Regions from separate parts of the Mus musculus genome. Here region 1 is linked to region 2. Evidence: chromatin contacts called from public HiChIP or PLAC-seq data. All regions are on one chromosome and are shown on one strand. The core of a region is the stretch at or near the end of the contact, and the rest is flanking DNA. Distances in the headings are between cores, read along the strand shown. Region 1 holds the start of Scfd2 (Sec1 family domain containing 2). Region 2 holds the start of Commd8 (COMM domain containing 8).

Region 1 (5,471 bases), core at 495-2,994, 2.4 Mb after region 2:
CAATGCACATTTGAAAATATTTTCTACAATTCTTTTTTCCAACTTCTCATATGTACATTCAGTTTCACTTTTTAAAAAAGACATTTACCTATTTATTTGTATATGTGTGGGGGACAGTGCATGTGCAAGTCACACTGTGTGTGTGGAGATCAGAGAACAATTGGAGGAAGTCAGTGCTCTCCTTTCACCATGTAGGTACTAGGGAGCAAACGAAGGTCATTCCATGTGGAGCATGGTATGCAGCACCCCCTCTATGACCGCTACCGCCTTATGCTCCTGCCTCCTGGTTCCTGCCATGTTTGAGTTCCTGTCCTGATTTCCTTCAATGATCGACTATGGTGTGGAAGTGTAAGGAAATAAACCCTATCCTCCACAAGTCGGTTTTGGCCATGGTGTTTCATTACAGCAATAGACACCCTAATTAAGACAACTGGTATCTGGAAATGTCTAAGAGTCTCAGGTGATGGCAATTCCCTCCATGTCAAGGTCATCTCATTTTTTCCAGTCTCTTGGACTAGGCCCGGTTGTTTTATCAAAAGCAACGCACACTAAAGCCATATTTGCCCGCTTACAGCATTTAACAAATAAAATTGTGCTTTATCTATGTCCACTCTCCACTAGACAAAACTTAACTCCAGATGCTGTCAAATTAGGGGCTGGTTCTTTTAGTTCATCTTTATATTGCCAACCTCAATATGAGGCCAATAAACACATATGCTGAATCAATGAACAGATCCTCTAGCTAGGAGAGTGAAGATGAACAACTCCCAGAAATGCCACCTACCTGTGAGATCCAGAGTTCTATCCACAAAGACCACAGAAGCCCTGCCTGTAGCAGTCTTTTTCCTGTTCTTGGCGGGGGCATAATTTGCCAGATCTGTAGCGATGACCCGACTGAGGGGACCCACGGCGAAACACTCCTCTCGTACCCCTAGATGTTCACACAGAGAACTGAGGCCTGACACGAGGCATCTGATGTACAGCAGCAGCTCTGGGGTTAGGGCAGTGGCATCCACCTCACCCAAGCTGCTCAGCCTCCTCTTGTCGGGTCTGGCACTGTTAAGAGCGTGGACATCCTGAGGTAGCAGTGGGAAGAGGGTAGCAAAGGCTGGAGTAAAAGCGAGATGGGAGGCAACAGGGGCGAGAAACAACGGGACGTGGAGCACCTCGGCCGTATAGTTCTCGTTGCCCATCCACTCACAGAGCTTCTCCTCCAGCTGTTCGAACACCGGCTGCTGCCCCTCGAGCTCGGCCGCTGCAGCGGCCGGTACGTGGTTAGCAGTGAGGTGGACTGCGTGGCTCACGGCTGTGACCACCACACAGTGCTGAAAGTGACTGCGGCAAATGATACTCTGTAGAGTGTCTACGATCCGGCCTTTCAGCGGGCTGCTCAAAACGAAAACCGCCCGGGGCTGCTTGGCTCCCCCGCCAATGGCCTGGGGTTCAAATTCCCGCAGGTGACACGCAGGACCCTTCACCGCCTCCAGAAGCCGGCTGGATCCGCAGCTCCAGTGCAGGCTCTCGGCGCAGGCAGCGTCCAGGTAGACCACGGACCACTTCACTTTGGCCAGCACCTGCTCCCAGCCTTGCTGGGCAAAGGCCAGTATGCCCGCGGCGCTCATGATCCCGTATCGCCAGCTGGCCAGGGGTCTCACCGGCGTACGGGCGGGAACTCAGGTCAGAACGCAGGGCTTCCGGGTACTGAGTACTTTGACAGTCAACACAGTACACGTGGGCCTGTCTCTGACGCTCGGCGTTCGCGCGCGCGGTGATGACGTCTTAGGCGCTCATTGGCTGATCAGGCGCGCGGGCTGGCGGAAGGAACGTCTGCACTTGAAGGAGGAACGGAATGTGCTTACAGGGTCGATAGTCCCTGAAAAGCTGGAGGCAGCAGCTTTCTAGGAAAGAATTGAAATGGGTTTTGTTCGTCCCTCCCTTGTCAGCTCTCATCACCTTTTCCTCCAGGTTAAGAATTCTCGGGAATAATAAAACCTGGTCTGAAGCAAAGTACTTCCCCCATCTGAACTTGGAGAAGCCAAACAACTACTGCAACGTAATAGTTGGTCTTGTGTAGGTTATCTTCTGCGTTGGTGCACTCCAGCCTCGTGAAATACCTTTTGGGACCAGCAAGATGGCTCATAAGGCTAAAAGCGCTTGCAACACAAGTCGTATGACCTGAGTTTGATCCTTCGGACTCAATGTAGAAAAACAGGACCCGGAAAAATTGTCCTCCATGTGCCAATTGTGGAAAACGCACAATCACCCATCCCCAACACACACACACACCACATACACAGAGAGAGACAGAGACAGACACACAGAGAGAGACAGAGAGATCCTGTCTCCACACAGTCAAAAGGCTTTGGGGTCCATTTCACAGCTACTAAGATGAGAATTGGGTTGAGGAATAGATATACTGATCTACACATCTCAGTTTAGAACCTGTTTTATTATTATTATTATTATTATTATTTAATTGTGGAAACATGCATGAGATAAAAAAATTTAGTAATTTACTGTTCTAATTGTGTGTGTGTGAGTGAGTGTGTGTGTGTGTGTGTGTGTGAGTATGTGTGGACAGGATCTCATTGTGCAGCCCTAGCTGTCCTGGAACACATGATGTGGATCAGGTTCGTTGCAAACTCACAGAGATCTGCTTGCCTCTGCCTTCCTAGTGCTTGGATTAAACGTGTGTGCCACCATGTCCACCATTAGTCATTTTAAAATGTACAGTTCGGAAACATTAAAAAACATTCATGCTGCTGTACAACCAATCTTTGGAACTTTTTATTTTGCAAAATCAAAATAGTTTCAAAACTATATACCCTTTAAATAACAATTGCCACCCTCAACCTCAGCTCCCTGCACCCCCCCCCCAGCATTTGTCAGCCTCTACTTTAATCCTGTTCTCTTTGCATTGGCACTGTGGGTCTTATAATTGGGTCCCTGTACTATCTGCTTTATTGTGATTAACTTACTTCACCTAACATCATTCATCTAGTTGTGACACATGGCAATTGCTTTCATTTTAAAGTTTTATTCGTGTGTTTCTGTGTGTGAGAGAGTGTGTGTGTATACAGTTGGGTTTTGACCTCCCTAAAGCATATGCCACCATACCTGGTCTCTTGGCATGATTTGAGCAGTAATCTATTCATTGTCTAATTCTTATAGCTAAGCACTCCTTTTCATTACTTCTCAAAAGTATACTTCACAGCCGGGTGGTGGTAGGTGGTGGCGTACTCCTTTAATCCCAGCACTCGGGAGGCAGAGGCAGCAGATTTCTGAGTTCGAGGCCAACCTGGTCTACACAGTGAGTTCCAGGACAGCCAGGGCTACACAGAGAAACCCTGTTTCAAAAAAAAAAAGTATACTTCATATTAAATGATATCATTATTATTGACATTGTTCTGAGATGGAGTCTTACTCTGCTAGCCTGAGTCAAGCTCTAGCCCTGGCCTCCAGAGGACCTGGAAGGACAGGATGCACTGCCAGGCCTGGGTTAGCAGCAACATCACCATCATCATTGCTTAGAACAGCAATAAATAATGAGATGGCAAATAAGTATACTCAGGATAAATGTGATATTGTAGTGAGATGAGTTCATAATATAAGAAGCAAGAGACAGTCTATAAAATAGTCAAATTATTTAATGTCAAAGTTTCCCATGGCAAATGGAGAGATTAATCCTAACCAAGGAAGCATATCCATACAAGGATTCAGTTTAGGAGGAAAGAAGGAAGGAAGAGGCTTTGAAGGATGGTCATTAGAGCTTTATGAGCTTCTCTGCTTTGTAGAAATCATTTTCAAAGCTTAGCTCAAGTGCTACCTCCACCACGCAGGCCTCCTACCGCATTCACCACCATTCATTAATCAACTCGTTGTTGATGTCTAAACTCTTTGTCTAGACAATGATTTGAAAGACAAACTCTTTTCCAGACTGGAAAGAAAAGCAATTCACTCTGCAAAAGACAATCAACTCTCTCATGAAACCACCCAATTTTACTTTAGATGCACTTAACAGTGAGAATGGAGCTAACCACGGTGTGGTGGTGGTAACTGCCCACGGTACTCTCAAGCAGATAGTATCAAAGGCCAAAAGGATATGGTGCACCATACAACAGATGGAAGTGAAAGTTAAACAAGACGAAGGCAGATTTGGCCTAGTGAAGATTCTGGGGAAAGTGGCTATGTAGTCAATAAGACTTGTGGTCTAAAAGAGAGTTTAGCTCTGCTCTACTCCCCTCACCCCAACCCTGCTCACCCCATCTGCATACTCAGTTTATCTACATTTGCCTTTCACTCTACTCCAAATGCAGTTGGGTGCCTGGAACTTCTCTGTCTCTGGGCCTTTTGCATGTTCCTAATCTCCTTGTCAAGTAGCCCCCATGCAGAAACCCACAGAGCTTACAGCCCTTCTCCATTAAGGGATCTACTTATTTTAATTAATTAATTAATTACCACGTGATATTAGATTATACCTCCCTTTTAATCACTTGGCCGTGGGTCTTTTTACAGCTACTATTATTTTTAAATCCTTATCAACATGATGTGTCTATCATCTTCCATTAGAATAAAGGCTTCATGAAAGAAAGGATTTTTTTTTTAACCGCCAATCTATATAGTCTTGAAGAGTTCCTAGTACTTGGGTAGACTTTCATACATATTTGTTGAATTCAGGGAAGATTTTTACGAGGAAATTGTACACAGAAGTTGAAACAATTTAAGAATTTCCTACAGGGGAACAGGGCATAGCAAACAAGAGTTCAAAACTAAGAAGAATTAAAACCCTCGTGATCTACTCAGGTAACGAGGAATCAAGTGATACAGATAAAGTCTAACGCTCGACCCTCCTCATCAATCACTAATTAAGAAAATGCCCTGCAGGTTTGTCTACAGCCCGATCTTATGGAGGTATTTTCACAACCAAGGTTCCCTCCACTCAGATGACCAGTTTAAGTAACTTAAATAAAACTTTCCGGCCACAGAGTCTCCCTGTATAGCCCAGGCTATCCTGGAACTCACTATGTAGACCAGGGTGACTTGTCTCTGCCTACCAAGTGCCACTATGCCCAATACTAATAATTTTTTAAACAAAGAGAACGCATCCTTTATATATTAAATTTTTCTTTTGTTGGTTGTTAAAATTTCGACGAATTGACAATTGTGGTTCAGTCAAACCCGTGCGGGATGCTGGCCTTCAGGATTTTAAAATAGACTAGTGGAGGGAGAAAGGCAACAGGGACAGAAAAGAACAATGGTGTAGCAAAGGGAACTGGGGAGTGGGAGGAAGGTTGGGGGAAGGGAACTTCAAAGAAGACCAGAAGCCCCAGAGAAAGCCACTCTTGAGAAGCTAAGCTAGAATCCTTGGGGTGGGGCGGGGAGGGGGAGGAGCCAATCGCGCGGCGCTTGCGCAATGAGAGGCCCAGGTGCCCGCCGCCGCGGAAGCGTAACCACCTAGAGACGCCGCGCCG
Region 2 (5,544 bases), core at 591-3,090:
TATCACTACTTCCATAGCTCAAGCCTTCCGTGTCCTACTGCAGATAATCACATTCATGTGATACTGTTCCAGGCGACACTTGTATCCTGCCAACCACTTAAATCCAAGTAACTGGGAAATGGCGTTGAGCTAAACGTCTTTAGACTCCAATCGCCTTAGATATGAACCCACTCCGTGGGGAACAGTAACCCCCAAAACACCACACAGATGGGTAACTTCTGACTCACCATATAAAATGGGAATACAACCAAAAGCCACCTGTAATGTCTACCAAACAGTATCCTGACACTCCCTGCAACTCTATAAGGTAAGCATTGTAACTGTTCTCATTTTACAAATGAGGACATTGAGGATAAATGATGCTCTACCATAACAGAGTTCCAATCTATCAAAAAAAGTACACATATAAATAAGTGCGTGTGGTAGAGGAGAGGGGATAGAAAAGGTGTTTATGACGGGTGCAAAGGAACAAGGAAAGAGCTGAATTGAAAAGATGAGTGGCCATTAGGCATTCCCAGCCAACGCAATGTGCCCGCACACAGGACTGGAAATAAAACCCCAGCGCAGGAGTGGGAATTGCATCTTTGGAAAGGCAGACAAGGGTGAAAGGGCAGAGGACCTTTGAAAAGGCGAGTAGGGGCCAAATCACAGAAGGCCTTGCATACAACAGAAAGGAGTGAAGGCTTTAATCTGCACTCAACTTTCCTGTAAGTAATTACATTATTTTTCCAAAACTTTGCCAAGATATTGTGAGCAGGAGTAAGTGTGAGACTATAGAGGCAGAGACCATAAACAGGTAAAGGAGGTTGAAAAGGGGAGGTCCAAGGATGAAACCCAGAGTTTCTTAAATAGAGTGGCCTGGTAAAGAAGGATGGTGACACCACAACAACCAATGCTGTGAAAAGGGAGTGGAGACCCAAACCAGGGATTTCCCATAGCTGTGGCAAAAGGCAGAGGCCCAGGAAGAAGACAGCTGGCTCAGCTCTCAGATTCAGGAGTCAAATGTTTTGGCCATCTCTATATAGGAGGAAAGACACCCTGAAAGTTAGGAGACACAGTCCATAGATAGGTTTGAGCTTTGGCCCTGGCTTGCTGGAAACCTGTGGCTGACATATTTCACTGTCCTCATTTGTAAAATCAAAGAAAATGTTTAAAGTACATTTTCTAAAGAACGGAGGGAGTGGCGTTAAATTTCTTTCATCTACAACTGAAGCCGACTTTGGGTAGAAGGGCCACAGTGGAGACTTCTGAAAGCCTGAGCAGGGCAGAGTGCCACCATCAAATCACTTTCACAGAGGTCTGGACCCTGGGTGTGCTGCAAGAAACCCTGGTTGGCTGTCTCTGGTCTCCACAAGCCTGGCTTTATGGGTGAGCTGTTTTCAGCGGCTGCGATCACCTCTTGGCCAAACTTGAGTGGCTACTCCTTTTCTGGTTAGGAGTTGGTTCCTCCCGCCCTCCAGGGAACAGGTCCCACCGGGTTCGACTCCTCACTGCATCCGCCGGACCTCACACAGAAAGGGGCGTTCGGGAGACCTGAACTCAAAGACTGCGGACGCAGCAGATCTCGGGCTCTACCACCCGAGCTTTCTAGAAGCAAGAAGACCCCACACGCACCCAGGCCTGGGCCATTCCTAAACCGCGTAAAGTCCTTAGGCCGCCATTGTGTCTCCAGGGGCCCAAGAAGAATAGTCCGGACCCCGGCCTTCCCGTGCCCTTCACAAACCCCTCACCCCGGCGCCCTGCTCCGGAGGCAGCTTCTGTAGCCGCCAAAGCGGCGTCCCCTCTTCCGGCTCCATCCCCGAGAAGTAGAGATACCTGTCACGTGACAGGCCTGAACCTTAGGCTTACGCTCCGATTCGTCCACGTGACTTTCTGGAGGGCGGGGCCGGCGGGCGGGCTCAAAGTCCTTGTGCGCATGTGCAAAACCTCAGCCATTGGTTTTCTCCTGTAGAAAAAAGAGCAAGTTTTTTTTCCCTCTTTTTTTTTGGGGGGGGGGGGGGGGGGGGAGGGGCGGTCGAGACTGAGGGGAAGTCTGTTACCCATCCGCTTGCTGCTGAAGGAAGATTTACAGACTTTTGCTCGGTTGAGACTGTGTTCAGAGACAGATCTCATAAACTTTCTTCACTGCAGAAAATCATCTAGTAATAGTCACAGCCTGTATTTGAACCCAGGGCCTTTCCCCCAGAGATCTGACAGTCTCCTAGTCAAAGAGTTTGACCTCAAAGACAAATTAAAGTTACTTTTTTTTTTTAATTTTTTTTTATTTTAAGAAGAGATGTGGGGTGGGGGGCTGGAGAGATGGTTCAGCAGTTAAGAGCACTGACTGCTCTTCCAGAAGTCCTGAGTCCAATTCCCAGCAACCACATGGTGGCTCACAGCCATCTGTAATGAGATCGAATGCTCTCTTCTGGTGTGTCTGAAGACAGCTACTGTGTATTCGTAGACATAAAATAAATAAATCTTTAAAAAAAAAAAAAGATTGGATCCCCCCCCCCCGTTTACAAACAGCAAACGCAATCCAAGACAGAACTCATAGAAAGGCAAAGTTCAGCTATATATTATTAAGCAACCCAAAGACTCATTATCCAAGCTAAGAAACAAAACAACCTGCTGGTAAAGAAAACCCATGTTTATACCCACACATTTACCACAGGAGTGAACCCAAAATTCTTTGAGTTGTAATTTCAATCCAAAAAAAAGAAAGTTCGTGATAGAATGAGCCTTGTCATGAGAAGGTGCCATAACAATTAGGGTGATTACAACCCAATATGTAATGTTAGGATTAAGAGTGTTAGAAAGTGCTGAGAGGCATAGATAGAAAAATAGATAGATAGATAGATAGATAGATAGATAGATAGATAGATAGACAGACAGACAGATAGATAGATATGCCTTGTCCACAGTCACATACATGAGCGATAGCTGCAGAGTTTGAAGAAAGAATGAGAGTTCTGCTGTTCTGCCTGGGTAAAGGAAGGCTTACAGGAATGCATGCTTCTGTGACCATGCAATGTGTAAGTTAATAGTGCAAAATGACATCCATCAGGATATAAAGGATATCAAAAAACGGGATTTAGACAACACTGGACACCAAGAAAAGGTTGACCTTTGAAACATGACTATATTAAAATTGAACTTCTGGCAGATGCTGAATTTAAAATATTACATAAAGTGAGAGGAAAGAGCCCTTAATATTTAATGTCTTTTCATTAGTAATCGCTTGTCTTTGTATGTAATTTAAGGCATCATTTTTTTTTAATTTTCAACTTTTTCATTAAAAAATAAAGCGTGTGTGTGTGTGTGTGTGTCTGTGTGTGTGTCTGTGTGTGTGTCTGTGTGTGTCTGTGTCTGTGTGTGTGGTGTGTGTAGGTTGAGGACAACTTATAGACATTGATTCCTTCCTTTTAGGGTCCTGGGGTCTGGACCCTAGTTTTCAGGCTTGCAAACAAACAAATGTTTTAAGTGCCCTGAAGCACTTTAAAACATTACCTGTCTGTTCTGATCCTACCTCAGCTAGGTGTATTTGCGTTTCTGTCACCCTAACTTTGTTTATAGTAAGGGCTTAAAATGCAGACTCTGGAGTTAAGTTTAAGTCCAGCTCTGTAAATCATTGGTAACTGTTATCGTCTGTATAGCAATGGCAAGCTAGTTCACGTCTCTGGCTGGTCTGCGTCTTCATCTCTCATTATTTAGAATGACCATGCAGACTTTACAGGGCTTGTTTTAAGTTCATACCTGTAAAGTTGTTTACATAAAGCACAGCCTAGCACCTAGAAAATGGTATGATTCCTTTCTAAGGAGACTTCTTCCCCTGCCTGTATATCGCCAAGATACATCCAGCCTGCCTTATGGGCCGTGCAGGCAATGCAGATGAAGGGTTGCAACTGGGAGATGTGAAAGAAGCCAGGGAAGCCTCAGTGCTGAGCAGAAGCTGGAACGCCAGCTTCCTCTTTAGAGAGCTTCTTTCTGGGGTCGTTTCCTTATTTTCTATTGTTCTTCCTGTTTTTGTTGTCTGTCATTTGGGGGTAGAGTTTCGTCCACAAAAAATCTCAAGTTCTTCCTCCCTCCTTTCCGTCCTTCTCCAATTTCTGACAGACATCTACAGTGCATACATATTTGACAAATTATGACTATATTGATCTCTTTTAATGTTTGCTTTCAAAGCAGCCAAATATGACCTGGAATATAGCTCGATGGCACAGTGCTTAAACAATAGCAAGGAAAGATTTAAAAAATTAAAAAACAAACAAACAAACAAACCCTAGCTGTGGTGGTCTGAATAGAAAGGGCCCCCATAGACTCAAGTGTTTGAAGGCTTGGCCCATAGAGAGTGACATTATTGGAAGGTGTGGTCTTGATGGAGAAGGTGTGTCACTGTGGCGTCGAACTTTTAGGTACCAAATGCTTACTTAAGCCAAGGCTCATTTCTTTTATAGCTGCCTTTGTATCAAGATGTAGAACTCTCAGCTCCTTCTCCAGTACCATGTTTGCCTGCATGCTGTCATGCTTCCTGCCATGACAATAATGGACTAAAGCTCTGAAACTGTAAGCCAGCCCCAATTAAATATTTTTCTTTATAAAAGTTGCTGTGGTCATGGTGTCTATTCACCACAGTAGAAACCCAAATTAAGACTCTAGCCAATTTTGTGTGTGTGTGTGAATTTACCCATCTCCTTCTCCCAATGTCTTACTAAAGGCATCCACTAATAACCATTTACACTGATGATATATTTTCCAATTTATTTTCTAGATCGTATTTGCAACAGAGTCTGCCTTCTGAGTTGTCAGTCACTAATGAATCAGAACCCCTTGCTTTCTATTATTCTAACATGACCAAGCCACTTGGTCATGAAAGTCTTCAGATAATATTATGGGGGACTCCCACTCCTTACACAGATTTCTGCGTGAGTCAGATTAATTTAATTATCTTACAAAGATACCAGGAAATGTTCAACACGTTCTCCATTTACTTCTCACTTACACAAAGGCTGGTCTGATTGTTTTTGTTCTCTACGTCCTCCAGGTTCTGTCCACTGAGGCCTTGCATAGAGAAAAAGGGCCAACGAAACATCACAGAGGAAAGTTCTATGTGCCTGACCTAGAAATGCTGCACACACTACTCCTACCTGCATCACATCAACAGAGTCCATCTCCATGGAGCTACCCAAGTACAATGGATGCTGACGGGAGAGTTTAGTTGTGCTTCCAGGGGAAAAAAAAAAGAACACAATTTGATTTTTAAAATATATGTGTGTTTGGTGTTTGTTTTGTTTTCTGTGGTTTTTTTTTATTTTGTTTTGGATGGGTTGGGGTGGGGAGATCAAATTTATTTGATGAAGGTAAGCATCATCCAAAAGAAAACGGATTGGAAAGATACTGTGTAAGGGGATCCTAGGAAGCCCCTGGAGCCAGATAGAGATCTCACAGTGGGCAAGGCACAGGCTCAGGACATGGAGAGGGCCTCAGACATTCAACACCACCACAACAAGTTCTTTATGGTGATACAACCATTGCTGTCCTCATGCCCTGCCACCAGCCTCTCGA

The links. HiChIP or PLAC-seq counts read pairs in DNA pulled down with a chosen protein or histone mark.
Region 1: a contact with region 2 is called in an H3K27ac HiChIP or PLAC-seq map of thymic regulatory T cells, with 15 times the contacts expected there. The contact joins the promoter of Scfd2 here to the promoter of Commd8 in region 2. A contact is called at or near these places in 1 of 39 promoter capture datasets (pre-B cells), 1 of 484 Hi-C or Micro-C datasets (CD4 T cells), 2 of 115 datasets of contacts at active chromatin or transcription factors (regulatory T cells and thymic regulatory T cells) and 1 of 9 other capture datasets (liver).

What each region holds. Positions count from the first base shown.
Region 1 is chr5:74,529,998-74,535,468 of GRCm38.p6, forward strand. It overlaps Scfd2 (Sec1 family domain containing 2), which reads right to left and starts at 1,745. Exons shown (of 9, transcript NM_001114660.2): 1 at 785-1,745. The coding sequence starts at 1,622. It also overlaps a transcript of Fip1l1 not described here.
Region 2 is chr5:72,166,349-72,171,892 of GRCm38.p6, forward strand. Commd8 (COMM domain containing 8) reads right to left here and starts at 1,841. Exons shown (of 5, transcript NM_178599.5): 1 at 1,731-1,841. The coding sequence starts at 1,796.